Linked DNA regions of Mus musculus: region 1 is linked to region 2. A link is a contact called in public HiChIP or PLAC-seq data. All regions are on one chromosome and are shown on one strand. The core of a region is the stretch at or near the end of the contact, and the rest is flanking DNA. Distances in the headings are between cores, read along the strand shown.

Evidence for each region. HiChIP or PLAC-seq counts read pairs in DNA pulled down with a chosen protein or histone mark.
Region 1: a FOXA1 HiChIP or PLAC-seq map of pancreatic cancer cells shows a contact between it and region 2. The contact joins the enhancer-like site here to the promoter of Smarcd1 in region 2. A contact is called at or near these places in 5 of 115 datasets of contacts at active chromatin or transcription factors (embryonic fibroblasts, embryonic forebrain, embryonic stem cells and 1 more) and 4 of 9 other capture datasets (adipose tissue, embryonic stem cells, macrophages and 1 more).

The regions. Positions count from the first base shown.
Region 1 is chr15:99,551,731-99,556,855 of GRCm38.p6, reverse strand. It overlaps the pseudogene Gm5808. Among named protein-coding and RNA genes, the nearest start is that of Aqp2, 25 kb to the left of the region's middle. Within about 2 kb of position 2,830, at least 61 of the 459 cell types and tissues checked have an H3K27ac peak or open chromatin away from gene starts, as enhancers often do. A contact at or near this core is called in embryonic fibroblasts and pancreatic cancer cells, where this site is marked.
Region 2 is chr15:99,699,550-99,704,638 of GRCm38.p6, reverse strand. It overlaps Smarcd1 (SWI/SNF related, matrix associated, actin dependent regulator of chromatin, subfamily d, member 1), which reads right to left and starts at 2,352. Exons shown (of 13, transcript NM_031842.2): 1 at 2,141-2,352; 2 at 1,346-1,533; 3 at 1,006-1,048; 4 at 779-901; 5 at 186-308. The coding sequence starts at 2,317. Asic1 (acid-sensing (proton-gated) ion channel 1) reads right to left here. Exons shown (of 12, transcript NM_009597.2): 12 at 3,509-5,089. Gm34939 (predicted gene, 34939) reads left to right here and starts at 835. Exons shown (of 3, transcript NR_168656.1): 1 at 835-1,013; 2 at 1,137-1,397; 3 at 1,849-3,232.

The DNA of each region.
Region 1 (5,125 bases), core at 1,581-4,080, 150 kb after region 2:
CTGCTTCTGAGCTCTCTTCTGTGATGGGGAAAGCAACCTGTGTTCCATGGCACCTACAGGAACACTCACTGCTCTGAAACCCAGGTCAGACTGGCTCCCACTCTGACCGGTGCCCTGCTCTGTCCCAAGAACACTCATACTCTCCAGACCAATGGGGGAGCTGAGGTTCAGGAGACAGCATGGCCTAGAACTTGGGTGTCTATTCCCACGGCCAACATCAGCCAGCACCCTGCAGGGAGCTACAGAATTCCCAGCACTGGGAAGGCCTGCGAGTCTTGTACAGGGGAAGCAGATATGGGGAGCAGGGAGGTTTTCTGACAAAAATACTCATTCTACTGGGCGTGGTGACATGCGCCTGTGGTCCAGCTCCTCGGGAAGTTAAGACAGGAAGGCTTAACTTTAGACTTGGGGCTCAGGGTGCAACCTGTGAGACTTTATCTTAAAGAAGAGGAGGAGGCAGCAGCCAGTGACAACTACATAGAGGGACTGAAGATAGTTCAATCAATCAATCAATCAAGTATTTGGCACACAAGCAGAAAAGCCTGAGTTGCATTCTCAGAATCCAACGTAAAAACAACAACAAAACCAGAACCAGGGGCTCATACTAACAGTTATTGCCGGTGGCCCTGAGGTAAACGCCGTACTCCTGTACCGGAGCCCATCATGGCGACGCCTCCGAAACGGTGGGCCTTGGATACGGTGGGGGAGAAAGTGCTGCGGTATGAGACCTTTATCAGTGACGCACTGCAGCGAGACTTGCAAAAGGTGCTGGATCATCGAGACAAGGTATATGAGCAGCTGTCCGTATATCTTCAACTAAGACATGTCATTGAGCGACTCCAGGAAACTAATCACTCAGAGTTATATATGCAGGTGGATTTGGGCTGTAACTTCTTTGTTGACACAGTGGTCCCAGATACTTCACGCATCTATGTGGCCCTGGGATATGTTTTTTTCCTGGAACTGACACTGGCTGAAGCACTCAAGTTCATTGACCGAAAGAGTTCTCTCCTCACAGAGCCTCGTCAGCCTCACCAAGGACTCCATGAATATCAAGGCCCATATCCTCATGATGCTAGAGGTGAGAGCAGCTCACTCCACCCTTCAAATATATTTAGGGTGATAACCTAAAGACAGGAGAAAGCCAAAGAAGGGAGGGGTCATCTTTCCTTCTAAATTGAAACCAAAGAAGTGAAAAACAGAGCAAACCTGGGACAGGACCTGGACCCAGCCTCGGTTCAGTATATGTTGTCCTCTTTTTACAGGGACTTAAAGAACTACAAGGCCTGCAGAATTTCCCAGAGCCATCTCCCCATTGACTGTATCTTCCCAGCCTCCAATATTAAAGCACCTGAATGCCTTGGGAAAAAAAAAGCAAAACAGAACCAGGCAGATAGCAAGTGTTTACCATTCCAGTGCTGCGGAGTTGGAGAGAGGTGGCTCCAGGGTTTGCTGGCAGGCCAGCTTAGGAGCGCAAGGAGTTCTAGGTCAGTGAGAAAACTTGTCTCAAAGGACAAGAGGGATGGTGCCTGAGGAACAATTTCCAAGGCTGGTGAACATACTCGAGCGCGCGCGTGAACACACACACACAGGTGGGGGAGGGAGTGAGAAGGGGAGGAGGAAGGGAATGGGAGGGGGATGGAGATGGGAGGGGGATGGGAGGAGGAGGGGGATAGGGGAAAGAGATGGGAGGGGGATGGGAGAGGGAGGGGGAGACGGAGACAGAATCAGAGAGGGAGAGGGACAGTGTGGCTAAAATCTAAAAAATCTAAGAAGACCAAGAGAGCAAACCCAAACAATGAGGACCTAAGGCTCAGGGTGGAAAGACCATAGGAGCCAGAGGACCAGGGCGTTGGCTGTGAGGTTGTGTTTACTCGTAATGTCAGAAGCTACACCCGAACAGTCTCACCAACACGGCTGCCTAAACAGAAGCTGAACAAGAAGCCGAGCAAGGACAGCAATGATGGACAAAATGGACGGAGAGAGACCCCGAGGCCCCAGCACTACAGGGAGAGTTACAGGTGGCCAAGGAATGCTGAGAGGGGAAGAAGTTGCTCTCCTCAGGGAGCACAAGCAGTGGGGGTTAATCTAGCATCAAATGGTCAGGCCCTGAAAACATACAAGCAAGTAACACACACTGTACAGGTTATGCTCAGGTTAGTGTGTATGTGTGTGTGTATTAATCATATATGATGAAACTGTAGGCAGGATGGAAGCGTACAAAAGTACATGTAGGACATGAAAGGGAAGAGACTGGGGGTGGGGATGGGGTGCAGAGGAGAAGCAGGGAACACACTTTATTTGAAAATGCCATAATGATGTCTTATAGTTGTAATGTTAACTCAAAAAAAAATTCCTGAAAAACAAGAGCGTGTGTCTAATTTATTTACCCTGCTGAGTCTTCCTCCCAGAAGGGGACCAGGGTCAGACTCCTTCCTAGTGTAATATCATTTCCTGCTTCCGTACAGGCTCTGGCCATGAGATGGGTCAGAGCGGCTTTCAGGAAAGGTGCGTGTGACAGCGGAGGAATCGTCTTAGGATGATAGGTTTGTCTTCTTGAGGTCCTCAAACTCACAGTCCCTCCCCCTGCCTTTAGCCTTCCAATCGCTGGGGTTCCAGGTGTATTTTCACCACTCCTGGCTCAGGATAAATTCTTCTAGTTCTGTTATTTATACGTTCCTACCTCCGAGCCTAGCAGCTCTTTACTGTGTGCCCAGAGGCATTTTTTAAGTGTGGTCTAACTTATCTTGCAGTTACTCAGCCCTTCCACAGGGATCTGAGAGTCAAAACCATTTTCCAAATAACTCAGGATAGCGTTTGCCCTTTCCACGGCAGCCGAGGAATGTGCAGTGGAGTTTTCCAGATGTGGCTTGGCGTGAGACATCAGCTTAGCGCTGATGACTAAGAGAGCATGTGCTTGCCTGTGGTTTTATTTCCAATGCTAGGGATTGAACTCAGGGCCTGGCCGATGCTAAGAATGTGCTCTCTGAGCCACACCCAGCAGACCCCTGTGTGCCTTAAGGGTGCAGTCTGAGGTGGGGATGTAGTTTTATTGTGAGAATATTTGCCTAGCTTGCATGAAGCCCTGGCTTTGACCCCTATTGATGTATAAACTGGGTGTGGGGGCACACACCCTCAATCTGAGAACTCAGGAAGTGGAAGCAGGCAGATCAGGAAGTTAAGGTCATCCTCAGCTACACAGGGAGTTTGAGACAGCCTGGGCTACATTAGTCCCCAGATGATCAATAATGCTCCTTGAAGACCTCAATAAATTTTAGATGTCAAAAGTGGCTCAAACTACAAAAAACGTGAGTACTGCTCATCCACAATGTACATGTGAACTGCTCACCCACAGTGTACATGTGAACTGCTCATCCACAGTGTACATATGAACTGCTCATCCACAGTGTACATGTGAACTGTTCATCCACACGTGTACATGTGAACTGCTCATCCACCATGTACATGTGAACTGCTCATCCACAGTGTACATGTGAACTGCTCATCCACAGTGTACATGTGAACTGTTCATCCACACGTGTACATGTGAACTGCTCATCCACCATGTACATGTGAACTGCTCATCCACAGTGTACATGTGAACTGCTCATCCACAGTGTACATGTGAACTGTTCATCCACACGTGTACATGTGAACTGCTCATCCACCATGTACATGTGAACTGCTCATCCACAGTGTACATGTGAACTGCTCACCCACAGTGTACATGTGAACTGCTCATCCACAGTGTACATGTGAACTGCTCACCCACAGTGTACATGTGAACTGCTCATCCACAGTATACATGTGAACTGCTCATCCACACATGTACATGTGAACTGCTCATCCACAGTGTACATGTGAACTGCTCATCCACACGTGTACATGTGAACTGTTCATCCACCATGTACATGTGAACTGCTCATCCACAGTGTACATGTGAACTGCTCATCCACAGTGTACATGTGAACTGTTCATCCACACGTGTACATGTGAACTGCTCATCCACCATGTACATGTGAACTGCTCATCCACAGTGTACATGTGAACTGCTCACCCACAGTGTACATGTGAACTGCTCATCCACAGTGTACATGTGAACTGCTCACCCACAGTGTACATGTGAACTGCTCATCCACAGTATACATGTGAACTGCTCATCCACACATGTACATGTGAACTGCTCATCCACAGTGTACATGTGAACTGCTCATCCACACGTGTACATGTGAACTGTTCATCCACACGTGTACATGTGAACTGCTCATCCACCATGTACATGTGAACTGCTCATCCACAGTGTACATGTGAACTGCTCATCCACAGTGTACATGTGAACTGTTCATCCACACGTGTACATGTGAACTGCTCATCCACCATGTACATGTGAACTGCTCATCCACAGTGTACATGTGAACTGCTCATCCACAGTGTACATGTCTACTGCTCATCCACAGTGTACATGTGAACTGCTCATCCACACGTGTACATGTGAACTGTTCATCCACACGTGTACATGTGAACTGCTCATCCACAGTGTACATGTCTACTGCTCATCCACAGTGTACATGTCTACTGCTCATCCACACATGTACACGTGAACTGCTCATCCACAGTGTACATGTCTACTGCTCATCCACAGTGTACATGTGAACCGCTCATCCACATGTGTATAATATCTACTGTCTAGATATTGCTTTAAGAAAGACTCTTTAGTGTCTTTTAAGTGATAAGAGTTCATAGCACTGAACAAGAGCATTTTTACAACCTTTTAAAAAATGACAACAATAATTCATCAAATACCACTTGAATATTTTGTTCGTACATAATACACAAAATGCAGGAATTCACTCTGTATGCTTGTACTGTTTTGATAATTATGTAGTAATAAATAGAAATCCATAAAACCACAAGAACTATAATGACTCAAAAGAGCTGTCAAATTTGATGACCAACAGGATAAAATTATGTAAAAATCTTTATTATAATGGAATAATTGGTGACTTTATTATGACAAAGGCAAGAAGAACACATCTTATTGAATAACAAACTTATAATAGTCTATGAATTTCGTATGCATTTATAAGTGATCATTGCCAGCCCAACACAGGCCATAGCAAGTTAA
Region 2 (5,089 bases), core at 1,103-3,602:
GACACAAAGGACCATTGTCTTTGTATGCAGGGAACACAGCCCCCCAGCCCCCTCCCGGAAGCTCCCAGCAGGAGTGGTGAACTGCAGTCAGGTTTCCTGCTGAGCACACCGCACCAAGCACCCGGCACAGTGCCACCCCTGCAGCTCCCTCCCTGAGCACCAACCACAGTGGACCTTGAACTCACGTCCTCCAGGAGCCGGCCTTCTACCCGGAGCTCCCAGGAAGCCACCGTCCCTTCCCCATCCTCCGCGTCCGACTTAGCCGGATTGAACGTGTTAGAAATGAAAATTCGCAGCTTCCGTTTTTGCTGAGGAAGGCAGAAACAGGATCGACAGTGGAGCTTCGGTAGTAAAGGTCCCCTAAAACTCCCAAGTGACTCCTCACTGGCTGGCTCACTACAGGGGACAGAGACTCCACTCGGAAGTGTACAGTCCCGACCTGAGCCTGGGTGCAAGTGAATGCACCAGGGGACTAGGGAGACAAAATTGTGCAAAGTGGCATGTTCCCAAGGTAGCAAGTGGTTACAGCAAAAAGCGCGCACGGGTCTATTTCTGTCTAGAGCCCTGGATAGCTCCCCCCCAACCCCCCACCCCCGCCCCTTTCCCTGCCAGCTGTTAGACTCCTATGCTCCTAATGTAATTCCTGGTTTGTAGGCGGAAGGGAAAGATGCAATTTAAATGCCACAGAGAGCTGTGCTGTGCCTTTGATTTTTCCATCCTGAGCTGGAGAGAGACCTGGGCCCCTCCCTTGACCCTCAGCCTGGTACTGTCCTGTTACCTTGATGGGACGTTTCAAGGCCTCCTGGATATCTAGCCGCTTCCTCATAATAGTCTGGTCCAGTTTCCTTTCAAAAGCCAGGAGATCCATGTAGGCCTGTGATTCTGGGACCAGTTCCCGAATCTTAGGAACAGAAAGACAGAGATGGGATGGGGCAGCCCTCGTTCTGACCACTTCTATTCTCAAAGCCACTACCCCTTCAAGGAGACCTCTGCAGCTGCACTCACCCTTTGAGGTAGGATTTTGTCAGCCATCTTCTTTTTCTTTGCACTGTTCAGAATAAATACTGTGATCAGGTTGGGATAGGAACTAGTCAGAACGTGAGCAGTGTTGTGAGCACCTTTGTTTATGGTTACAGCCAAGGCCTACGAAATGACTCTCCATTTAAAGACGCTACCTCTCCCATGACCACCAAAACTCCACTGCATCATGAGGCCCTGTTAGTCCCTGCAGCACCGTTTGGTGCCACAGCGCTGACTTCCTGGTTCTGCATGCCCACCACCAGCATCCTCACAGGCCTCCTCTCCCCCATACCCTTCTTTCCTTCACCCCCAGGGGTCATCTTACTTGTGATTTCGATTTTGGACCGCCTGCTGCTGGACCTGCTGGATCTGTTGAGGTGCAGGTCTCTTGCGGGACTGGTCCATCCCTGACTGGGCCAGACCAGGTCGGACTGAAGGGTTCCCCCCATAGCCAGGAGGTCCCATGGAAGGTCCCTGAGGTGTCATTCGGCTACCTGGCAGCATACCTGGTCTCTACAGAAGGGAGAGGACCCAGAAATGTCATACTTTTCCTTGCTAGCCCCACCAAGAAAGGAAAAATGGTGGCAGCCTGGATTTCAGGAGTGGGTTAGGGCTGGGGGTGGGGTGGGGGGACAACAAGACAGTCCTTTGCTTCTTTGAAATACAGTCACTGGACCTTCAGTGATTTCATTGCATATAGTCTAAAAACTAGATTATACTCAATTTTTCTGGTCTATGCTGGATCTGACTCACCAGACATGTCTAGTCAGCCCTACATTTCTTTTTTTACTAGCTACTGTCTCCTCTAAAGCTGACCTCCATTTGCAGCTATAACAGCCTGGGTATTCCTGGGGACACGGGGGCTGCCCACTCCCCTCTGCATTCCATGACCATCCCAGGGCCCACTTCGCCCACCCTGGTTCCACACTCACTCCTCACATGGAAACAATGCCGCCAGGAGCAGGTAAGGATGCTAACCTCCTCCCCCCCCACACACCTCCACTCCCGGCCCGAGCCCCTCCCCAGGGAGTCCCTCCCACTTCTCCCTCACCCCTGTCAGTCCTCCGCCCTCGCTCGGCCCCGCCCCCGGCCCGCGCGCCCCTCCTCCTGTCCCACTCACCGGATAGGCCGCCCCGGGCATCGGAGAGCGGTACAGCCCTTGACCCGGCGCCGGGCCCATTCGCACGGGAGGCCCGGGAGTTCCGCCCGGGCCCAGAGCAGCCGCCACGCCCGCTCCTCCTGAGGCTCCCGCGCCGCCGCTCGGAGCCACAGACTGGAAACCCGCCCGGGCCGCCATCTTCCCGGAGCCGCCGCTGCAGCTGCACAAAGAACCGGAACCGGAACTCCCCCCGCCCCCCGCGCGCCCCCCGAGCGCCTGGGCTGTTTGTGGGCCCGGCCCGCCGGCGGGCACAGGCGGCTCGGAGCAGCGAGACTACGGGCTAGAGGGGGCGACTAGCGGGAAAGGCGTGCTGACCACTCCCTCCCGCCTTCACGGGCCAGGAGGGAGCACCATAGAGAAGCGGTGTGCGGATAAAGAGGTGCCGGGAGCGAGCGCCTCCACGCGGTTGGAGGACGGTAAAAAGCCTTGCAGAGAGCCCAGCCCATCCGGCTGGCGGCTGGAGTGATGCTTCACCTTGGCCCAGTGCATTTACCTCTCCAAAGCATTCTGGTTGCCTTGCTTTTCGTTCTCCTACTGCTCAGACTCCGGGTACTAAAGAGGAAAACGTGCTGTTTGTTCGTTCGGGAAAAGTAGAACTCGAAGGAGATCAATGTCGTGGCAAAGACAAATCAGCAAGAGAAAACCCATGCCGGGCCGTGGTGGCGCACGCCTTTAATCCCAGCACTTGGGAGGCAGAGGCAGGCGGATTTCTGAGTTCGAGGCCAGCCTGGTCTACAGAGTGAGTTCCAGGACAGCCAGGGATACACAGAGAAGGCTCGGGACCCTTCACCTCAGACGTTTAACTTAAGATTTTGATGCGTTTTTTCCCGTGACTTTTCTCCAAAGAGTCCTGGATATTTGTTGCCATAGATAACTGCTGGTCCCCTGCCCAGTGATCAGACGAATCCTGAGCCTGTCTTTTCCCAGCAGGATCAGTGTTTACCTGATCAAGTATGTAGGGTCTGGTGTAGCCCAATCTAGCGTTAAACTCACTGTGTAATGGAAGATAGCTGCTCCATCTCCTACCTGCTGGAATTACAGGTATAACCACCACACCGGGCTACCACTCAAATTCCCTTACTCTAGTTGTGTGGCTCTCAAGGCAAGCTCCATTCTAAAGGTAACACCCACAGTTTGCAACTAAAAACAGCACTGGGCAGGATAATGGCAGCTCAGGCTTTTAATCCCAGCATTTTGGGAGGCAGGAGGATCTCTGTGAGAGTTCGAGGCCAGCCTGGACTACAGAGCCGTTCCAGGACAGCCAGGGCTACACAGAGAAACCCTGTCTCAAAACAAACCAAACAACAAACAGAAAACCAACACTGAAGAGATGGTTGAAACCCAGTTTATTAGACCAGAGGCATGCGTCACCCAGAGCCCCTCCTGCTGCCCCCCCAGCCAGTGTACATTTCTCAGCTTTGCCCTGTTTCTTTCTGGGGAGTTCTGATCTCTAAACAACTCTTGAGAACCAAGAGGTCTCAAAGATGCCAAAGCCTTGCTCTCTGGCTCCAGGCCAACGTACACAGGTGATCTGCCCATAAGTCCTGTTTTGGGATTAGAGACCAAGAGACAGTGGGGACAGAGAAGGCCAGGAATGAGATTGGAGAGCTGGCCTGGGAAGGGTGTCTGGTTGAGGAGGCCCTCTACCTCACCTTGTGGCCCCCTTAGGGTAGGGACACACAACAGCACGTCTTTCAACTTCTGCTCTAGGCCAATCTCTTTCCTCATGTGACCACGCCCTGACTCACCAGAAAATGCAAGCGGTGGGCCTGGGCATCAAGGTGAGGACTGGGCCCTGGGCACCCCGAAGAAAGAAAGGCCACTGAGTCAGGGCTCCGGCTTCTGGCTGTGGGTACCCACCGCCCAGCTGCAAGAGGGAGTCACCAATCCCCAGCCTCCCTCCCCACCTCCCGTCTGTAACTCTCTCCGCTTAGTGTCCTCCATTCCTGGGTAGGAGCTACCTCTCCAGCAGTCACTTCCCTCAGGGAGGCCACAGTCAGCCAGGCAAAGGGCACTGGGATAGGTGGAGCAAGGTAGAGGGTATGTTAAGGCTGTGGGGAGGGCAGAGGGTGCCCCGGTCGTGGGGGCAAAGGGCGAGGCCAGAAAGAGGCAGAGCTTGTAATTCACAGCTTCCTTTATGTCGCCACCGAGACAGTGCGAAGGTTACAATGCGCGTGTCATCTCCTTGTGCTTCTCAGAGGGATGTGTGTACACAGTACAGTACAGACACCAGGGGAGAATCCAGCTCTTTATACGGGCAAAGGCATTCAGAGACAGGAGAATGGGGGAGAGACAGAAGGGAGAACTAGGGGCGGGAGGGCGGTTCTTGGAGACAAGAGGGAATGGAGGGGGAGACAAACAGGGCCGGAGGGGAGTATATACAAGGTTATAGTAATATAGAGTCTGTATCATATAGAAATAGAAAATGCAGATGAGGTTGCCGAGAGAAGCGGATGACGTCGGGGAAGAGGACTTGGGATTGTTCCATAAGAAAATTTATGGATGTGGCCTTCTGCAAAGGCCTCTGAGAGAGAAGCCAGTGAGGTCAGGCGGCCGTGCCCCTCTCCCTGAGCCGGGCGCTAACCAGCCAGGTCTTCTGGGGGATGTCACAGAGGGTTGCCTCTTGGGATCTCTCTCCAGCAGCTTTGGGGTGGAGGTGACTTACAGATATTGGGATGTGGCCTACAGCACCAGGGCCACATGGAGTCCCAATCTCTACTTCTTCAGGAAATCCTCTGCCCCGTAAAGATTCCGTATGCTTGAGGGAGCAGTAACTGGGCACGGAGTCCTTACCTGGAGACTTGGGCTCGTGGGGAGTCACCCGGCTGAGAGCATCTCTTAAGGCTAGGGAAGCCCCCACACCAGCCCTCTCCCTTAAGGTACATTCTCTGGTTTGGGGCCAAATTTCAG